Regions from separate parts of the Capra hircus genome. Here region 2 is linked to region 1. The links are chromatin contacts, called in public Hi-C maps. All regions are on one chromosome and are shown on one strand. The core of a region is the stretch at or near the end of the contact, and the rest is flanking DNA. Distances in the headings are between cores, read along the strand shown. Region 1 overlaps AKAP2 (A-kinase anchor protein 2). Region 2 overlaps AKAP2 (A-kinase anchor protein 2).

The links. A called contact is a pair of places that touch in the nucleus more often than the background predicts.
Region 2: a contact with region 1 is called in a Hi-C map of blood, with 6 times the contacts expected there. The contact joins two enhancer-like sites. A contact is called at or near these places in 3 of 5 Hi-C or Micro-C datasets (all in blood).

Annotation. Positions count from the first base shown.
Region 1 is chr8:99,217,444-99,221,820 of ARS1.2, reverse strand. All of the region lies in intron 3 of AKAP2 (A-kinase anchor protein 2), which reads right to left. Among named protein-coding and RNA genes, the nearest start is that of AKAP2, 110 kb to the right of the region's middle. Within about 2 kb of position 3,045, at least 2 of the 5 cell types and tissues checked have an H3K27ac peak or open chromatin away from gene starts, as enhancers often do.
Region 2 is chr8:99,458,281-99,462,740 of ARS1.2, reverse strand. All of the region lies in intron 9 of AKAP2 (A-kinase anchor protein 2), which reads right to left. Among named protein-coding and RNA genes, the nearest start is that of C8H9orf152, 45 kb to the left of the region's middle. Within about 2 kb of position 2,995, at least 2 of the 5 cell types and tissues checked have an H3K27ac peak or open chromatin away from gene starts, as enhancers often do.

The DNA of each region.
Region 1 (4,377 bases), core at 1,796-4,295:
CTGAGGCTGAGGCTGGCTCAGCACTCTCTCCAGCACATGGGGGTCCTTAGCCCTTTGCTTAAAGAGCAGCTCTCATCTGTACATCTGATCACTCAGCACCCAGAGCCAGGAGCGATACCTGGCTCATGAGGTCAAGCACGCCTATGAAATTCCAAGTGCAAACGCCAGTCCACTGTTATCTTAGGAACCCCAGCACTCATCCTAAGGACTTGCACAAAGGAGCTCCTGGGTACTCGTGGCATTGAGTGCAGGCTTGCACCACCATGCACCCTTCTCCCCCACGTTCTCTCCTCTGGACCAGGGTAAGAGTTTGGCTGGGATCCCCCTGGACAGGGAGTTCCTCCCAGAGTGAACTGGTCACATGCATCCTTGGATCTCCAAGTCAGCCAGAGCCAGTGGCACCATACATGTATGGGGAGAGACCAGCAGGATCTATGAGGAGGCAGTAAGGTTAAAATGAGGAGATGGCCCAACTGACTTTATAATGAAAGAACCCTACTGTTCCAATCACATCCCTCCCATTAAGGTTCTGCTGCTGGCTAGAGAGAAACAAGATCCATGGAAGGACAAGCTCTGAACTGTAAGAGAAGAAAGACAAAAGGACACTAACAGGAGCTGGGACCCGTGATGTGCTAGGCATAGACTAGACACTTCATGTGCATTAACCAAGTGAAACCTCACAAAAGCCAAAGGAGATACCTATTATTGATCCCTGCTTTACAGATGGGTTAAGCAGCTTGCCCAAAGTCCCATGCCATAAACCAAGTGCAGAGCTGAGGCTCAGACCAAGGTCAGTCAATGCTCAAGAACATACTCTTTTCACTGCATCTTGTAATAATCCCTGCTCAGTCATTCATATGGGAAGAGGAACCCCTAATACATGGGAGAACTCTAGGCTCAAGATACTGCTGAGGTCAACAGCAATAATAATAATAAAGAAGAGAAGGAGGGGGTTCGGAAGAGAGAGGGATGTAGGGATAGGGAGAATGAAGGGGAAGACAATGGCAGTGACTGTGAAGATACTACTGAGCAGGTCTAGAATTGGTTCCAAGGTTGCGAGCAGTCCTTCATGGTGCACCAGTGCCTCTCCAGAGCCTTGGGCCACCTCTGTTGATGCTCAAGCATGAGGCTCTTGAGATTAGTGAGTGCTGGGAGCGAGCGTGAAGAACTCCGCCCGTGGCAAAGGTCATGAGGAAGGAGGCTCAACATTACGCAAAGGCAGGATCAAGCCTCAGGAGACCCCCTGTTCCCGAGCATCTACCCCCAAAACCAGAGTCTGCCTACTTTACTGTTTTATGCTCTCACCTACACCTCTGACTTTACGAGGGGCTGACCCCACCACCTCTTTCGGAGAAGGAGTTAACTTACAGTTCCAAGTTAATAAAAAATTCCTGGGCGTGACAAAAGTGTTTCAACTTACAAACTCCTCTGAAGGTTCTCTAGCCTGCCTGAGCAGGTTAGTCCGGCCACATGTGATTGTTTATAGCCTCCCAGCCGTGAGAGGCACGAGATGCTGTAAACTTTCTAAATTCAGATTCTTTTGAGAAGTTAGAAAATTATTAGTATAGTATAGTGGGTTCACTAGAAATTATATTGGTGAAGGGTTTTTCATTTGTTGAGGCAATATTTGCTGCTAAATCTCCATATTCCCAGCCCTTATAATGAATATAACTAGCATATGGGAGAAATAAGTATTAACCTTTGATATTAACCATGTTAAACCTTAGGCTAAGTAAATTCCTTTTCTTGATTATAACCCCCTGCACTCTCACCCTATAGGAATGCAACTTTATCTGGTGCCTTTGGAGGGTGGCGCCTAGTTTAAGAAAAAAATCACCCCTGGAAAAAATAAGTTTTCTGGTTGACTGACCGTTATCAGAAAGGGCCATAAAATGTAAGCAGGCCTCATGGCCAGAAGATCATGTAAAACCCCTAAGACCTTTGTATACTTTTATATGAAGCACCTGATTTTGACAAGGGTCAGGTCTGCTGACCCTGTGTGACTCTGTATTCATCCCTATATATAACAAAAAATATATAAGCAAACCTGAAAATAAAGAAAATGGATCAGTTTCTGGAAAGACTGATTCCCCCATGTCGTTCTTTCTTTCCCCTTCTGGCTGAATTCCCATCTGGAGCGTGGATGCTCACCATATCTACTTACTTGCCCTGGCTTCTAAGACCCACGCAAGAGGGAGCCCAAGGCGGGGCACCCTCCGCTATTCAAGTGGGCGCCGGTGGCCTACGTAGATGGTGCAAATTCCTTGTCCTGGAGTTTTATTGGTATTCCACCTAAACCAAGTTATTCAGCATCTTTTTCTCCACTAATTTTCCTACTACACTATTCTCTTCTAATCTCTCTTTATATTTCTAATTAAATAGCTTTTTCCTAGGATGCTGATTCCATCTCCCCTTCAAATTACCCTGGACCCACCGGGGCTGGACCTGTTTTATCCACCTTCTGGTGCCCTGGTCCATCTTCTGTTGGTAGGTTGTCTTCCTCAATCTTACCAATTCAACATAAACTAGTCACCTGCCCAGCTGGTTCCCAGTCTACCCTTGACTTCTCTGTCTCCCTATTTCCCTAACTGCAGCAGTGAACCAGTGTCCCAGTTTCACTCTGGGTTTATTACAACTCCCCTGCTCTGAAACAATTCATCATGCTCCATGGGCTCAAGGATAAATTCAAAAGGGTCAGTATTCAAAGCCCTCTAGGACCTGGTTCCAACCTGTTATTCTAGTCTTTTCTCCAGAGCTGCTTCTATAGTAAGGCCTGTGGTTATCTTGTCTTCAAAGAGATGGCAGATCCCGTGCAGAAGGAAGACCTCATGCTAGCCACGCCTGGACCACCACTCCTGATAAAGAGGGTGACTCCATGAGAACAGCAGTGGGCTGGTTCCTGTCCTAGCTGTGTCCACACTCCCCTCCCCACTCCAGGCAGACACAACACGCTAGAGATAGTAACAACCTCCGAGTGGAGCCAGGCCTCCCCAGCTGTTTACAACAGGTGGCTGAGCTGTGACAAGCCAAGTGAGCTTGGTCAGCATGGAGCGTCCCTGACAACCAGCTGACATTGCCAGTGAAGCTCCGTTCCAACACCCACATGGCCGGTGTCCTCGTGGTTGCATCATCCAGTAAACCAAGTCCAGCTCCAGATCTGGGGTCCAACATGGGGCTACAAGGGGTCAAGGCCTTACTGAGGTCAAGGAAGGGCCCCCACTTCCCTGTCTGGCTACATGGGATGCTATCCATGTGTACTTGCCCCCTCTGAGTGACAGTCATTCAGCTCATGTCCCAACACAGCCTTCATAATTCATTTCCTACAAGGCTGGAATTTCCTTCCAATGACTTGAGGCACATTAAACGTGGTTATTTTTTACTTTTTAGAAGTGGAAACAGCACTTATTTAAAAGATTCAGGTATTGAAAGTTCTGAGTTGGGACCATGCTGTGCTGTCTGAAGCCAAGGTTAACTCTCTTGGTGGTAAGAAGTACTTCTTGGAAGGGGACCTCCTAAGATCAAATGATGGGAATCATGAGCAACAGAAACAAAAGTGTAGAAGGTTCAGGAGATCTCTGAAGACTCACAGTTAAAGAACCTTGAAGAGCGGTCTTCCATTATAATTGAGTGGACTATAGGTCTCTTGAGGGCAGCGACTATACCATTTTGCTATCTCTAACCTAGTTGCTTGGCCTCTATCATAAGCATTTTGATAAATCTTTACTGAATTAATGAACCCATGTTAGAAAGATTGATCTCATCCATATCCCACCAGGGTAAAAGCCCCAGTTATAAGGCCCTCAATGATGATTCCTTTCTCTGAACTTCTACTCGCTAGATAACAAGTATGACATCTCCCAGCAGCTGTCATATGTATATTCCACCCATGGGATGCCTAGACTGTTAGATCCTAAGAGCAGAGGAGAAGAGTATGGCCTGTTTTGTATAATTCCAACATCTTGCCCACTGCTATGTATGACTCTCAGTGAGCATCTATTTGATAATATAGTTCCAAATGAATATTATGCCAACCCTTCAGAGCAATGAGTAATAAGCATGGCCATTTGCTCAGGACAGTACTTGTCCACACTTCTAGATAAATAAAAGCCAGGCCAAGAAAATAATCTCCTTCCTTTACTTCATGTCATAATGAACTGTCAACCAAAGTAATGGAGACAAAAGCACCAAACTCAATAGAAAATGCTCATCAGAGAGAAATTTCACAAACGTTTAAACTTAGGGCAACCATTGGTGTGCCACCTGTCTTGTTTCATTCTGTTCTTCCTCCTTCCAGTAAATGTATATGAAAGCCCTTTGTGCCGAGCAGTGTGCTAGGATCTGGCAATACAAAAGTGAACACTCTCTTAGCTTGCAGGA
Region 2 (4,460 bases), core at 1,746-4,245, 240 kb before region 1:
AAAGACCCATTTCTTACAGATAAGGAAAACTGAGGCTCTGCAAAGGGAAGGCTCTGCTGAGTCACCAGGAGGCTGGCGATGGTATCCAGGTCTCCTGGTTTCCTTCCCAGGCTCTTTCTCTTCTATCAGAGGTCACCGATGGTCAGACAACCAGCCTGAGATTTTTGTATGGACAGCAGGGGTTGTAAAATCCCTGAGTGAGAACTAAGCCTGTTCTTCCTGGTCTTACATCAATCTGCCAGCTTCACTTTTTACCTTACCTGTCATGGTCTTGAAAGCATTTAGGTCTGAGTTCCCAGATCTTAAAGAATGAATGCCAACAACCGCAGGTTCAGTGTTGTAGGAAAGGGGTGTGACAGACTTGGGAAAGGTGAGGCTTCAGCTTTTGGGATGCCAAACAGGAATTCGCAGGATGAGATCAGGGCCATAGTCACAGTGGTGTGGTGATGTCAGGCACTGCCACTAAGACTGCCCGCATCCCACCCTCTCGGGAAAAGCCTGGCCCTGACTTCTGGCCCAGGTAGGAGTGGGTTTTATTGCCAGAGCCCCAAACACACCTCCAAGCAGTAGCTTCAGGTTCAACAGTCATGATGTTCCCAACTATGCCCCCTGTGGGAGACACAGGGACTGTAAACAAGGAACTTAGAGAAAACACACAAAATATATGGGCCTATTTTAAGCACCAAAGTTTGGAAACGACCAGGGGAGGTTCAAGACCCACTTGACCCACCTCCTGCAGACCCAGGATGAAGGTAGGTCATCTTTCCTTGCCTTACTCCCCAGACTGTCTGATGTAGCCAGCCGGAATCACAAGTGAAGCCTGGGGTCTGTGTCTCCATGTGGGTGGCTATAAGACTTTACCAGGCAGAGCTCCTTTGATGGGAGGCGGGAAGCCCCTCAGAGTTCAAGAAGCTTGGGTTTTAATTTCTGCTCTCCCATGAGCCAGCCATGAGGTTGGCTGTGGACAACCATGTTATATTCCCACTTTAACCTTGGACTGATCACTTAGGTTCTCCAAGTTTCAACTTCCCTAGCAAGGAAATGAGAATACAGGGAGACGCTGTCTTGGAAGTCCTTCTTGGAAGTCCACTCGAACGCAAACGTTTTGCTATTCTATCAAATTTATTTGGCAAGAAGATCAACCTTTACCGGTTTAAAAAAAAGTATATGACCAGCCCATTTGGCAATTATGTAGGAAATGATTTTTACTACATGGGCACCATTACGTTAGTAACTTAATGAAACTCACTGCTTTGATCTCAATTACCCAGATCATTGGTAAAAAGTCTTTTGCTATTAACAGTAAGGGTACAAATATTTGAAGGTCTTGAAATCCTCTGGAAACGGTTTCTACTTTTCATTATGAAAATCAGGGAATACTATCATGATGCCAATGGACTTATCAACTATATTAACATTTATCAAGATTTTACCACTCCCGTTTCATCTATGCTACCTTCCTGCCTTCCTCGCACCCCTCTGTATGAAAATATCTGAAGCAATCTCAGACCTCAGGCAATATAATTCTGGAATACTTAGTATGTATTTCTAAAAATTTTGATTAACTTTTAGAATGAAGCTTTGAGAAATAATACAGCCCAGTGGCCAGCACGCAGTTCTAGAGCCAGTGTGCTTGGGTTTGAGTTCATTACTTAGCAGCAAAATACCCTTGGGCAAGTTACTTGTTTGGTTTTTTTTGAAGTTTTTCTATCTCAGTTTCCTAATCTATAAAACTGGCATGTTGGTAGAAGTACCTACCTCATACAGTTGGTAAAAGAAGCAAATTAATATTTATAAAGTTAATCTTTGGAACAGTAAGCATCCAATGAGTCTAGTTGTTATTTATTTGGAATCTTAAATAATAATTATGTCTATGGAGTAAGAATGAGCAATTTCCTAGGAAATTCTGCATAAAAATTTTGCAACTCTTTTAAAACTAGAAACAGTATACGAAAAGATCAGGTTGGTTACTTTCCAACTGACCTCTCAAGAGGTCCCAATCATCTACTAGACATTCCTCCAGTACTAAACTCCTAGAAAGACAGTCTGTATTCACTGCCTCACACTTCACCCTCCATACATACACGATAGGACCCCTGACTCAGAACACTTTGTTTATACTTCTGTGAAAGCCTTTTTCACACACTGACTAGCGTCACATCTGGTTGTTTAAGCTTTCCTTCTCAGTTACGCTCTAAAGTCACCTGAAGATAGGAACCATTTCAGTCGGGGGCTAAGAATCCCCCTGACTCATCTGAACATACACTCAACTAGAGCAGGACCTTGTCTGCCCTGGTCTCTGCCAGATCCCAGCACCAACTGCGGCATCTGGCAGAGGCAGGAGTTCATGGCTCTTGAATGAACCAGCAAGTCCACTGTGAAACACACATAGCGGCCACTAATTAAATAACTTGTGGACTGGGACAGAATTCCCAGTACAGAATCTGAGCAAAGAGCTTAAATGTCTTCACCAAAGCACATGAAATAAAACAATTGTGGTCTACAGAACCACAGACACCAACAGCTTTGGAGTAACAACAAACACATTTATACAGCATTTCAATGATAGGTTTCTTCATGTCATTTGATCCTTAAAACAACCCCAGGATGTAGTAATCAGGGTGGCTGTCATGACATCTCTGAACAGTTTAGACCCTGGAGGCTCAGATGCTTAACATCAGTCCAAATTATATTGGCTAGCAACAGTCAAGGTTAGGTCTGGAACCCAAATTGTGTCGATTGTTGCTAAATTATATAATTGGGTGTGTGCTGAAAGAGAATAACAGAGGTGAAAAGTTACTACAGAGAAGTGGTCGGCTATTAAACATTAAAGCCATTTCCTGCTCCTCTGTCCATGGGACTTTCCAGGCAAGAGTACTGGAGTGGGGTGCCACTTCCTTCTCCAGTTTATTTCTTAGTATTCCAGCAAATCCATCCCTGAAGCCAGTTTTACCGGTTACAACCACTAGAGGTCACATGGCTAACAGGAACCAAAGACTGCCTTAGCAGGTCTGCAGTGGCGGCTTCCAGAGAAGGTGGCTGGGACATCTGGGAGACAACAGGTTTCAGATAACCAAGCTCACGTCTGAGCCTCAGGAGAAGCAGTCACAGGTCAGGAGACACTGCACCCAACCCCCAGACCTCTGGTCTGGTTGATATCGGGGGAAGTCAACTTGGTGGGGCTTCTCTGCTGTGGTCTCCAACCACCCTGCCTCCAATATGGTTCCAACTAAGCCTGGAATTCTCACACCATCTTAGGAATCACACAGGTCATCAAAAACCTAGTTTGCAGCTCAACCAAGTTTTCCCCTTGATTTGTTGTTGTTCAGTTGCTAAGTCATGTCCGAAGCTTTGGGACCCCATGGACTGTAGTAAACCAGGCTCCTCTGTTCACAGGGTTCTCCAGACAACAATACTACAATGGGTTACCATTTCCTTCAGGGGATCTTCCCAGACCAGGGATCGAACCCGTGTCTCCTGCACTGGCAGGAGATTCTTAACCACTGAGCTACCAGGGAAGGCCCTTTTTCCCTTTGATCAGGATCGTGAAAAATGTCTCATGCTCATCCCCCAGTAGAAGACACTGCAGACACCACCGTTTGGGCCTCATGACACAACAAGTAGCAAGTGATGCAAGTAATTTGTGGTACAGGCCTGAGAAGTCTCTCATCCTGGTCTACAGCCCTGGAAGGCCTCTTGAAATTCCTTGGCCCTTGGGACACAATTCATCAGGATCTTCAAACAGTGATGGTTATCTCTGGTGTGTGCTGGCATGTACCCAGATGCCACTACCCTCAGGCTCCATCTCCACTTGTCTCACCGAAACTTGTTCGCAGTCTGTTCAACTGAAGAAGGACTGAACAGCTGACAGGAGCTGGAAGTGTCCTCTATTTCAACGATAAACACTCTGCTATCTAGTTTCTTACCTGGGCAGAATACTCTACAAAACATTGCTCTTAAAGGAGCCCAGTGAGCATCCCTGGGACGTCATGTAGACCTCAGGGCAGACCTGTGTTGGTCTTGACCAAGAGCTGGTACCTGACATTTACAGAGCAGGGGTAATATGAGTTTTACGACTGACAAAGGAACCAAAAGAACAAAGCTAGATTGCAATTCGGAGTGGAGGGTAGAAAATGTTCTCAAGTTTACGTCATACACATGATTTTGTCCAAACTATTCCATCTAGAGTGATTTTAGATTTAAGCATTTAAAGGTTTTTGAGGATAAGCAGCTTCCCTTGGCAGGATGATGCCAAAGCTGTGTTTCTAAAATCATGTCCCATTACCTTAGCTTTGTAAGACAGTACTCAATGCTGCAAACATTCAAAAAGTCATTGGTCAAATAAATTCGAAACATACTAAAGAAAGTTTTAAAGATAAAACAAGATAGATTTTCTTTACCAGAGGACTTCTCTGAAGTTTTAGTGCTAATATGATTGTGAATCTCTAGTTTAAGGATGG